2 separate regions of the Mus musculus genome follow, and region 1 is linked to region 2. Evidence: chromatin contacts called from public HiChIP or PLAC-seq data. All regions are on one chromosome and are shown on one strand. The core of a region is the stretch at or near the end of the contact, and the rest is flanking DNA. Distances in the headings are between cores, read along the strand shown.

Region 1 (5,576 bases), core at 1,864-4,363, 150 kb after region 2:
TATTGAAACTTAAGAGTTTAAATCGATAATTGGAATGAATTTTTAATTTTTAAAAATGTGTTCTAAGTTAGCACCTTTAAATACATATAGCAATTTTTGCACTGTTAAATGATTTAGGCAATTTAGATAATTTAAAAAAATTTTTATTAGATATTTTATTTTTTACATTTCAAATGTTGTCCTCTTTCCTGGTTTTCCCTCTGAAAACCCCCTACTCCCCACCCCCCACCAACCCACCCACTTCTGCTTCCTGGCCTTGGCATTCCCCTACACTGGGGCATCAAGCTTTCACAGGACCAAGGGCCTCTCCTCCCACTGATGACCAACTAGATCATCCTCTGATACATATGCAGCTGGAGCCATGTGTCCCTCCATGTGTACTCTTTAGTTGATGGTTTAGTCCCTGGGAGCTCTGGGGGTACTGGTTAGTTCATATTGTTGTTCCTCCTAAGGGCTACAAACCCCTTCAGCTCCTTGGGTACTTTCTCTAGCTCCTTCATTAGGAAGGACCCTGAGCTCTGTCCAGTGGATGTCTGTGAGCATCCACTTCTGTATTTGTCAGGCATTGGCAGAGTCTCTTAGGAGACAGCTATATCAGGCTCCTGTCAGCAAGCTCTTGTTGGCATCCAAGGGTCTTGGTTTGGTGTCTGTGTATGGGATGGATTCCCAGGTGGGACAGTCTCTGGATGGCCTTTCCTTCAGTCTCTGCTCCACACTTTGTCTCTGTAACTCCTTCCATGGGTATTTTGTTTCCCCTTCTAAGAAGGACCGAAGTATCCACACTTTGATCTTTCTCCTTCTTGAGTTTCTTGAGCTTTGTGAATTGTATCCTGTATTCTAAGTTAGCACCTCAAAATACACTGTGAAATGATTTAGGCAGGGGAGATAATTTTCAAATTAAATGAATTGAGCAGCCCATGATCTGCTACATTGGATCAAGTCATCAGAAAACATCTAGAGGAGCGAACGTTTCCTCTACAAAGTAAAGATGGGACTTGACGTGAATCAAAATGACAAACTCTCTCTAATAGTGTCTGGGTAGTAATCATTGCCGAGTAATAGCAGACTTCAGCAGAGGGGACTATTTTCATAACCTGTGTGTAATTCAGAAAGGTCTATGGCCACATAAAAACCTACAAACTGGCCATAAAAACTACTTTATAGCCAGGGAAATCATCAAGGCCTGTTCAACTTCTGTTGTATGTTTTATGCTGTGCATGGTTATTAGTGACCTTTCTGAACTTGCTAGAAAGAAATCCTTATTTCATGTACACTGATGTTCCATTACAATAGGGGCTAAATCTTGAAAGTAGATGACTGTAGACATCTAAAATATAAGGCTGGGTGCCCTTGTTGACTCTTAAATTAGCTGTTCATCTTGAATAAAGCGATTGAGAAAACTCTGAATGTACAACACGGGGTATTGGGGTAGTGATGAAGTGTAGCAACCTCGGTGGCCTTGGGAACCTTCAAGCACTAACTAGGTTAGTCGCTAACTAGGTTGGTCATTTTCCCATGTCTATTTTTCAATGTCTATTTTTTAGTGATGCTCACTTTCAGTATACAAAACAGGCATGAGGGAGTCACAGAAAGATCTCAAACATGTTTTATTTATTTATTTATTTTTTGTTTTCTAAAACTTATTCAGAGGCGATATACAGACCAATCAATGACGCATATTTCACATTTGAGAAAGTGGAAACCCCAGTTTCTGCACTCAGTCTCACCCAGAGCTAACTTTACCACTTATATTCTCTGTTTCTGTACTTTCAAAAAGTCTGCTCTACCTATTAGAAAGCATTATTTAGCTGCTAATCTTATAATTTGTTCATTTTAATTTGTCTATGTTTTGTTTTATATCAGATAACAGCTGATTAAAGCTAATTCAGTTTTGCTAATTCGAAGATGGTCGAGGCAGATGAAAGATCAGCATCTAAAGGAATTTCCCAGGCAGGCCTCGCATGCCTGTGCAGTTACTTAGTAAATAGGGTGAAGGATGGAGTGTTGGGCATCTATCTCTATCTCTGAGTGACAGCTACTGGGAGAGGGAGGGTGTCTAATCTAATCACTGTAGAAACATGAGCATTTTAATTTGGTTGGATCATTCAAAGAAAGGGTTTGCTTTGAAGTACAATTACTTGATACTTCCTTGTCACAAATTTGATAATGATACCTATCCTTGTAAAGTGTTTTTGAAGACTACGAAGATGTAATGCATAAAACGCAGATAGAGTTTTGCAATATTACATTTTTTTTTCTTAGCACGTCATAGCTTTTCTTATGAATTCCCAGTTAAAAATGTACTAAAATGAAGAAGCGCTTTTTCGGAACTGGAGGAAATTGTAACTAATATAGTTCTGAAAATAAGAGAATTCGTGAAGTTAATTTTGCATGGAATCTCACCCGGGGTTAGCAGGCTAGGCTGTATCCTCAAAGTGAGGTCAGTTCCTTAGCTACGGAGAACTTTGTCGATAGTTGCATCAAAATTAATTAATTAAAATTAATTTTACATTAAAATTCTTTAAAAGTCTCAAGGAAAACCATACTACTGCCTATGCTTAGCCATGTGATACAAGGGATATGTATGCTGGTAATCATGTGAGTGTCTACATGAGCTCTTTTGTCATTTCCACATCTGCAGGCACATAATATAAAGAAAACATGTTACTATTCTGTCCTGAACGCTGTTTGATTTAATGTGAAAAAGTATTGTTTTAAATTCACTGAGTCAAGCAATACCTACTCAGAAAGAACACTAGGGGGTTACCTTCGGTTTACTTTACATCTTTAGCACATTTACTATTAAAAAATATTTCTAGAATGCAGTGTCTGCTCGGCTTAGGTTATCTAAGCTGTAATAAGTAGCCTTGGGACCCCTGAAGGCACACCCCACACACTTATGCTGTGTGACCTCGGGTCACAAGTAATGGCTGCAAGCTAATTGATTGAGAAAGGCTTGTCTGGCAGGGCCCCTTTTGCGTCCTGCCTGTACATTCCGAAGTTCTGTGAAAAGAGGCACTAGCGCTCAGCCACGCAAGGCAGGAAAACAGAGGAAGTTTTCGCATTCTGACTGCAGCCTGAGTTCCCCGGAGCAAGGCTGCTTCTCTCCACCCACTCCTCACCAAGAACTCCTGAACTTGAGAGTGGACGACTTCAAAGCTAGCTCTCACAGACTCACCTGGAAAAGAGTTCAGCTGCGCGTTCATTGAACCGAGAGGCCAGATCACCTATGTGAGGCGGTGGGAACCATATGGAGATTTATATTAGAACTTCAGCAAAGTGCACAGCTGCAGCCGGCAGAAGCCAGCTCTCGGGCTGACAGGCAAATGAACCAGATCGTGGACGGGGCCTCTGGGTGGCAGCTCCGGCCTTTTGGTTGTTGGACAACTATAGTCAGAACTGAAATGGAACAGGGGCAGGAGAAATAACACACTTTTACTCCACGCAACTGTTGCTTTCACATGGTGAGTGCAGATTTAAGATGTTGCTCAAATATTCTTTCTGGGTTGTAATACAAGTTAAGAAATCTGCTCTGCTTTTTGGGGGGTGGGGGGAGAAACAAGCCATCAAGAATACTTAGAAATTCCGAAGCTCTGTGGCTTTGTCTCTGCTTCATTTCACGTGATACTTGCAATCTGAGAGAAAAAAAAAAAACTCGTAGCGTCCAGTCTGTTCTTTCTCTTCCAGATTTTCTTTTGTTTAAGTCCTGCTTTTCTGCAACCAGAGTCAATATTGATTTAGGCAAATCAAATGTGGCTGGGATGAGGAAGAAGGGGGAGTCAGGATATGTGTAAACATTGCATTTAGTCCAACTTCTGTGTCACTGGGCGCTGGCTTCATGATTTGGTGCCTTATCTCAGGAATAAGTCCTATGGAAAGAGCTTTGCATTCCTGGCCAGGAGAAGGGTCAGGGCCCGTGTTTAGCAGCCAGCCAGCCAGCCAGTGAGAATTGCTGTTGCTCCCTCTTATTTTTAATATAAAATAGTTAAGAAAGTACATCTTCATGCATTGAAAACTAAGTGTGCTTTGATTTCCCAAGTCCCTTCCCAGTGGTTTATGTGTCTTATCCCTGGGAAGGATTCTTTAAAAGTCCTTGAGCAACAGCGTGCAAACTTCTTTTGTTCCTGCTGATCCTGTTTGCTCACGTTGTGTGCTATCGACTTTGCACACATTTCTTTTTGAAGAATCATGTTGCAGTAATGCAGAGCAGTTTTTGTTTGTTTGTTTGTTTGTTTGTTTCAGTGCAAATACCTTAGAAGTTAGTAAGGTCATGTTTTCTAAAATAAAACCAACCAAGCTCAACGAAAAACCTTACAGTATAAGTTGAGAATAATTCCTTGTTTAAACGTAACTAAGTCCTGTTTTAACTATGTTTTGTTGTTGTTCAAAGAAAATCTTAGCTTGCCAGCATGTCCAGGAATGTGAGCCGAGGCGACCTATTTTTCTTATTCCAACCTCTCATGTTCATAATCACATTTATAGTAAGTGCTAAAATATACTTTCTGATGTTCACCTCATTAGAAAAATCAGTTTTTGCTACCATAATATTTGCAATTGATGTTATCAAAAAATATGGAGGATCTTTATGGTCCATTTGTTGATTTGATGAAGTTTTAGGTCTACTTCAGCATCGTTTAAACATTTTCCAAAGCAGAGAGACAATTCAGTTTTGTCTACTTGTTTAAAGCACAGAACTTACATGGGGGACAGACTCCTTTTATCTGGAATCTTCTGTTTGTTAAAGTAAATTAATAAACCAAACAAAAAACCAAACAAAAGGCAGCCAGTGAGAAGCTGCAGATTTGTAGTGAAAGGGAAGGGGACTTTAAGGGTGTCGGAATGTGATTCCATTTCCGAGGTAATTTTGTAGCATTTCTTAGCTGCCTTTGCAAACTTTATGGAAACCTGTTAACCGCTGGCAGCCCTGAGCCCTAGGTTTGCATTTTGAACGGAGATTATGCACAGGAAAGACAAGTTCGTCCTGTCATGTGACCTGAGCTGCCTTATCAAAGCAAAATATGGCAGCCGCATTCTTTCCTGAGAGAACGAAGTTCATTATGTCCTTGCCACCTGTTACGTTCACTCTTTGTCCTTGTGGCCACACAGTTCCTGCTTGTTCCTGCTGCCAGAAAGGGATTTTCCTTTTAAGAGAGAAAACCAATGATTTTTTTTTTTCATTTACATGTTTTGAAAAATTGTGTTCTTTCCCCACAAAGCACCCGGAATATATTTCATAAGGCCTTTTGTTAAGTTGATGTGAATAGCAAGAAAATGTGTGTATTGTTTTGAAAGCCTTGTACGTCTCCTGATAAATAAAGCAAAGGTGTAGCTAAGGATTTATGAAAAAGATGGACCTTCTGAAGATTATGATTGAGGAAAAAAATGCATTCCTTATTATTTCCTCCAAACCAATTAAAAAACTAGAAGTACAAAAGGCAACTTCATTATTACTATTTTTTTCAAGCACAGCTCAGAAAGTCAGCATGGTAGAGAGAGGGCCTCCAAAAGAATGTGGTTCCCTCTGGAAGTGGGTGAATTGCAAGGAACAAAAGATAGAAAGTGCTGCATAGCATTTA
Region 2 (6,033 bases), core at 2,279-4,778:
CCACAGCAAAAGGGTCAGAAAGATTGCTAGAGTCAGAATACCAGGAAGTCTGCTCTAAACCTTTCCTAGAGATGTCTGTACAAACAAGATGTGAACAATGGCAATATCAAAGGACATGCCAACAGTGAAGAAGGAAAAGTACAGGGCTTCACCCTTAGACAACTCACTACAGGTAACTAATGACAGTTAGTAGAGGGAGAGTTAGCCTATCAAAGGAATTAGTGCCCTAGTTTTCCAAAGCAAAGTGGTCATTCCTATTACCATATACACACAATATAATAAAAACTTACCCAGCAGGTTATATTTATATATTTTCAACATATGCCCATGTATATGTAATAATAATAATTGGGAAAGATAAGGCTATCTGTCACTTTGAGAGCGAGGGCATATGGAAGGAATTTGAGGGAGAGGGCTTAGGAGAAAGTGTGTTGGGAGTAGGAAGGGGGAAGGGACTAAGCACTAAAATTATATTTCAATTAAAATGTATGAAACATACGAAATAAAAGTACACTAAAAATGAACGTAAAACGTGTTAAGGTTTTATTCTTATATTTTACGTGCAGTTTCAAAGCTACTTTATGCCTATTTTGTTTAAGAGAAAATAGTTTCCATAAAGGCTATCACTCATAGAGAAATGTGCATTATTTTTATCCTTTTGTAGGACTGTTACAATGTAAGATCTTCCTAGCTGTCCTGGTGAGGGAATAGAACTCAGGAAAAACGAAGACCAAAGTGTGGACACTTTGCCCCTTCTTAGAATTGGGAACAAAACACCCATGGAAGGAGTTACAGAGACAAAGTTTGGAGCTGAGACGAAAGGATGGACCATCTAGAGACTGCCATATCCGGTGATCCACCCCATAATCAGCTTCCAAATGCTGACACCATTGCATACACTAGAAAGATTTTGCTGAAAGGACCCAGATATAGCTGTCTCTTGTGAGACTATGCCGGGGCCTAGCAAACACAGAAGTGGATGCCCACAGTCAGCTATTGGATGGATCACAGGGCCCCCAATGGAGGAGCTAGAGAAAGTACCTAAGGAGCTAAAGAGATCTGCAATCCTATAGGTGGAACAACAATATGAACTAACCAGTACCCACCCCCCCCTTCCCCAGAGCTCGTGTCTCTAGTGGCATATGAATCAGAAGATGGCCTATTTGGCCATCAGTGGAAAGAGAGGCCCATTGGTCTTGCAATCTTTATATGCCTCAGTACAGGGGAACGCCAGGGCCAAGAAGTGGGAGTGTGTGGGGGAGCGTGTGGGGGACTTTGGGGATAGCATTGGAAATGTAAATGAAATAAATACCCAGTTAAAAAAATAACTAAGGCAGGATGTCCTCTTGCCTCTCTTCTAGATCTTTGGTGTAAGACCTCTCTGTATGAACAGTAATGGAAACGGGAATGTCTGCCCCTTCCCATATTCTAACCTAGTTTTGCACCATTATCCTAACAGAAAGTGTCAGTATGATGCAAATGGGCTTTATTAACAAATAAATGCCAAGTAAAAGTAGACATTGAAACCTACACAGACATATATAGCAATTGAGCCAGGGGCAGAGTAATTCTCTCCAGGGAACAAGTCTCATTTGTTTGAGAAAACTATTTGTTTGAGAAAACTACCTCCTGAGCAAAAGGTTGAAGTAGGCACCAGGGATTCACTATCCATACCATTGAAATCCTAATTTCTCCTTTACGCATCAGACAGTGTGAATAGGGTCAGGGTTTCATGATCTTCATTGCGAAACAGGCAAATGAGAATTTCTCAGATGATTTTACCCTAACACAAGGTCTTTAACAGATATAAGCTCAGAGAAATCCTATATTTTAGTTGATAAGTGCAGAGCATATTAACTTTATTTAATTCAACAGAGGAGGTTCTGTAGAGCCAGGATGAAGCCTCCTAGCTTTAGAGAAGTTATTCAACCAGTGTCTCTCCTGAACTCTTTGTAACTGTTTACAGGAGGTTAAAAAAAAAAAGAGCCCAAGAAAATAAACATGTTATCCAGTTACTTGTCTTTCAGTGTTAATGAATCGTTTAGCAATTTGAGGATATTTTCCACCAGGATTCTTGTCATGTCAGGATTTTTTCACCCCCCACTGGAAAAAGAATGTCTTTTGTGCTAATCAATGTTCTTTGTTCAACTCCTGGACAGAAATCTTGGCTCTTTAATAACAGCCTTTTCTAATTCTGTTTTGTAATTGCAACAAGCCATCTTGGAGGATTTATCTGCCATGATGCACGCCAGCAGTATGTGGCCTTTTCCTGAACCCATCAGGACGGAGCCTTTTCTTTGAACCCTTGGCTCCTTGCTGCTACTGACCCTGTTGCTCATTTATAACATGGGTGCCATTTATCACCTCCAGACTTACAGATATTGTTGTGGAAAGAGACTGAATGCAATCATTCACGCCACTGAGTCTTTCTTTTGGGGCCTCACAACTTCCTTCCTCACAGGATACCTGATAGGGAGAGATTAGTGAGCAGGCTGTAATTCTATTGAGGGATTGTGATGTAACTGCATTGTAAACCATAAAGTGACACTCCAGAGATTTGAGATCGCCAGAACGTGGAGATTAAGTTACAGCCACTACAGTGCCTCTCTGTCCGTCCGTGTGAGGTGATGGTTTGTAATCTGTCTGTAAAATATTACCTACCTGTAGAAAAAACACTTCCTTTTATAGCAGAGACCTTAATATGACTTCTGCAGTTTCAGAGCTTAAAAGATCTGATGCTTCATTTTTTTTTAAATAGATGCTGACAGATAATTTAGAGTCCTTCAAGTAAGACAAGTCCTTCTTGATAATACATTTTTAATTTTAAGAAACTTTTTGTTGTTTTTTTTTCCATATATAGATTGAGATGCTTGTTTTTAACGGGATAGAATCATGGTTTGTGGATATAAAATTAGGAGGTATAATTTACTGAGGAAAAAAAATTACAGAAGGCTTAAAATTACAAATTCAAGGTGTTCATTACAATAACGGTGTTAAAGACAGGCAATGCCACTATCTTATTCTTCAGTACTTTATAGTATTAAGTCCTATATTCATTCGGCTTCTCCTCCGATTTACACATCCTGTATGTGAATCATGCAAAGTGAAAATAAGCCACTTGTCTAGACACTTAATACTTAGAAGGGACTAATCCATCATCTCTAAGCTATCCATTCCATTAACCCCGTGCCTCTGTGCCTTTTGCAACTCTTTCTATATGCAATTCTTAGGGAAGAAGTTTTATGTGCAATGTTTAATCTTTCAGTTATTAACAGTCATCACTTATTAAGTGTGGCAAAGAAATTTTGGATAAGCCGATTTTTCTTACTACAGACCTTTCTAGAACCCTTTTCTATATCCATAAACTGTGTCTCTCAAGTCCAAAGCCGTAGCATAAAGCATTTCCTGAACTCTTTGAGCTGGGCTGCCTGTAGCATCTCACATTCAATGTTGAGGACCCACCGTATGGCTTAATCACCTAGGCTTCATAAAGACACTGTTGAAGGGTGACGGCAAGAAGCAGGGCCTTTTTAACTAAAAGCATTTAAGAGCATGACTAGCTCACTCGGACATCACATTCTGTAAGAACAAGCAAGATTGAGGATTTTAAAAACCTCTGCTAGTAAGTTTAAAATAGCAACTAATCTATTTTTAAAGTATTTTAATACATAATCTTTGTATCTATCAGTCGATCTGAAAGCTTATTATCATCTCCATTTCTTTTTTCAGATGAATGAACTTAAGTTCACAAATAGATTAGTGGACTTTAGATATGTCACAATCCCCAATTGAGGGCTAAGTAATTTCCTAATATTTCACACTTATAAATCGTGGGTTGATTTCAACACTGACATCCTTGCTCTCTGATTGTGCAATCTCCCTTCTTATTCTGCAACACTGCTCTATAAGCATAGCTTGTCCTCAACTTCCTGGGTCTTAGTTTCTATCTATAAATCTGAAGATGCTGGATGACCTCTTATATCTCTTTAAGCTTTGAAATCCTATTGCGAATGTCCAGAATTCTTTTTAGCTCGTTTAAAGCTTTTAATAAAAAGAAAAAAATGTCTACCAGCAATACCGTGTGCTCAAAATAAATGTTAAACTACATCATCAGATATATGAAAATGATGACAGACAACCATGATATAAGCCTCGGAGAGCCGAGAACAAGTTGTGCAAGCAAAGGCCAATATTGCTCTGCTTTTATAAATATTAAGACCAATTGAATATGTAACTTACCCTAAACACTAAGGCTTTTAACACAGATTGAAGCAGAAAAGAGGGCATCTGTGCACTGCCTTTGCCTGGTCTTCCTTGCAGACAGATAAAGTGTTCAGTTGTGGAGCCTTGGCCTATCTCCAGGACGGAGGGAGAGCATGTGTAAACAGCACGGTTGTTATTTTATTTGTAGGGAACATTAAAGTGCATAGATTTGGTCAAATGTCAAATGACACTTCTCCACTCTCATCCTTCATTTTATCTGGTTTACCATGGTTTTCTCCTCTTGTTCTTGTTTCCACACAAGTGTGTCGAAACCATTCTCTTTGATTATGGGAAATCATTTCAACATTCCTGTACTATATTATCAACTGCACAAAATGGGCTTATTTGACTTTCCAGGGCTGGCATTTTGTACTACTGTGCCATAAAAAAAAAAAAATCTCTGATTTATTTCCTAAAGTTTCAGTAGGTATAAAATTGTATAGTTTTCAAATTATGAGTTTTTACTTCTCTTACCTAATTCATCAGTGTATTCTCGCACCTTCCCTGATTTATTTTAAGTGAACTCCTTCCTTTTTCTTTCTTTGAAATATTTCCTACAACATATTTTGGTCATGCTTTTTCTCCATGACCATTCCTCCTCAAAAACAAAACATACAAAGAAAACAAAAATCAAAGCAAAAACCTTAAGTCAAAGCAAAGCAAAACAACAACAAAAGAGCCCCCAGAAAACAACAAAAACCTACCTAAAGTCGCCAAAATAATCACAAAGGCTTCTGAGTGTGTGTGTGTTTCTTGTTTTTTGGACAGCTATTCTTGGGCATGGGGTATATCCTGGAGTGTGGTTCAAATACCCAGTGACACCCATTGGAGAAAATGTATTTTCCTTTCTGCAGTAAATATTAAATGCAAATTGCTTCTTGTTTAGCGATGAAACCCCATGTCTATTTTCTTCTCAGTACTTGGAGCCTTGTCTGGGTTTGAACCAGTGCAGGTTTGTGCAGGCTACCACAGTCTCAATGAGGTGATATGGACACAAGTCCTGTTTGATCGCATTTGTTTGATCCCCATGACATGGAATCATATATGACTCTGCTAAAGTGGCCAAGAACCTGAATCTTGGTACATTTTGAGCCTAAGGTTAAACCTATTATTATTTTTGCTATAGGAGCATAACAATAAAATTACACTGTGTGTGTGTGTGTGTGTGCATATTACCAGGAATAAAATTTTTGAGCTAATATTTGAGCTATATCCAGATAAATTTTTATCAATGCTGTATTTTTCAATCTATATTTTTCAGCAAGCAGACATGTTTTAAGAATATAATCTACAATTTCTTCCTTTCCTCCAAAGAAGTATATCAGTATATTCTTAATGAGACTTTCAAGGGAGACAAAACTGAAAAGGAAAATTACTGAAATTTACCAAGAATGTTTAATTGTCGGACCATGAAGTTGTCTCGTATAGCAATATGCATGGAATGTCTTCTAAGTAAGCTTTTGTGCTGTTCACAAAGTTTACTTCGTATGTGACATGTTGAGGTTACCAAGTGGGAGAATAAGACAACTGTGAGTTAAGGACGCTTGGTAAAGCATCTTTTATTTCCCTTGCAATGAGGCAAGTAAGAGAACACATCCTATTTAAATGACTGGCTTGGAAAAATATAGATGAACAGATTTATGTTACAAATGGATTCTTCCATGGAAACTCTAGATGCTTATGAATATATAATAATTGTCTGAGATTAACTGCAGTGCCCTGGGACATTCTGATTTACAAAGTATTTCCACTACATTTTGTCATCTATTC

What was found. HiChIP or PLAC-seq counts read pairs in DNA pulled down with a chosen protein or histone mark.
Region 1: a contact with region 2 is called in an H3K4me3 HiChIP or PLAC-seq map of bone marrow-derived macrophages, with 2.1 times the contacts expected there. The contact joins the promoter of Mir99ahg here to the enhancer-like site in region 2. A contact is called at or near these places in 5 of 484 Hi-C or Micro-C datasets (LSK cells, granulocyte-monocyte progenitors, liver and 2 more) and 4 of 115 datasets of contacts at active chromatin or transcription factors (bone marrow-derived macrophages, heart atrium and stem cell-derived neural progenitor cells).

The regions. Positions count from the first base shown.
Region 1 is chr16:77,326,215-77,331,790 of GRCm38.p6, forward strand. Mir99ahg (Mir99a and Mirlet7c-1 host gene (non-protein coding)) reads left to right here and starts at 3,114. Exons shown (of 5, transcript NR_015543.3): 1 at 3,114-3,464.
Region 2 is chr16:77,171,068-77,177,100 of GRCm38.p6, forward strand. No RefSeq gene overlaps it. Among named protein-coding and RNA genes, the nearest start is that of Gm31258, 130 kb to the right of the region's middle. Within about 2 kb of position 3,529, at least 36 of the 459 cell types and tissues checked have an H3K27ac peak or open chromatin away from gene starts, as enhancers often do. A contact at or near this core is called in bone marrow-derived macrophages, where this site is marked.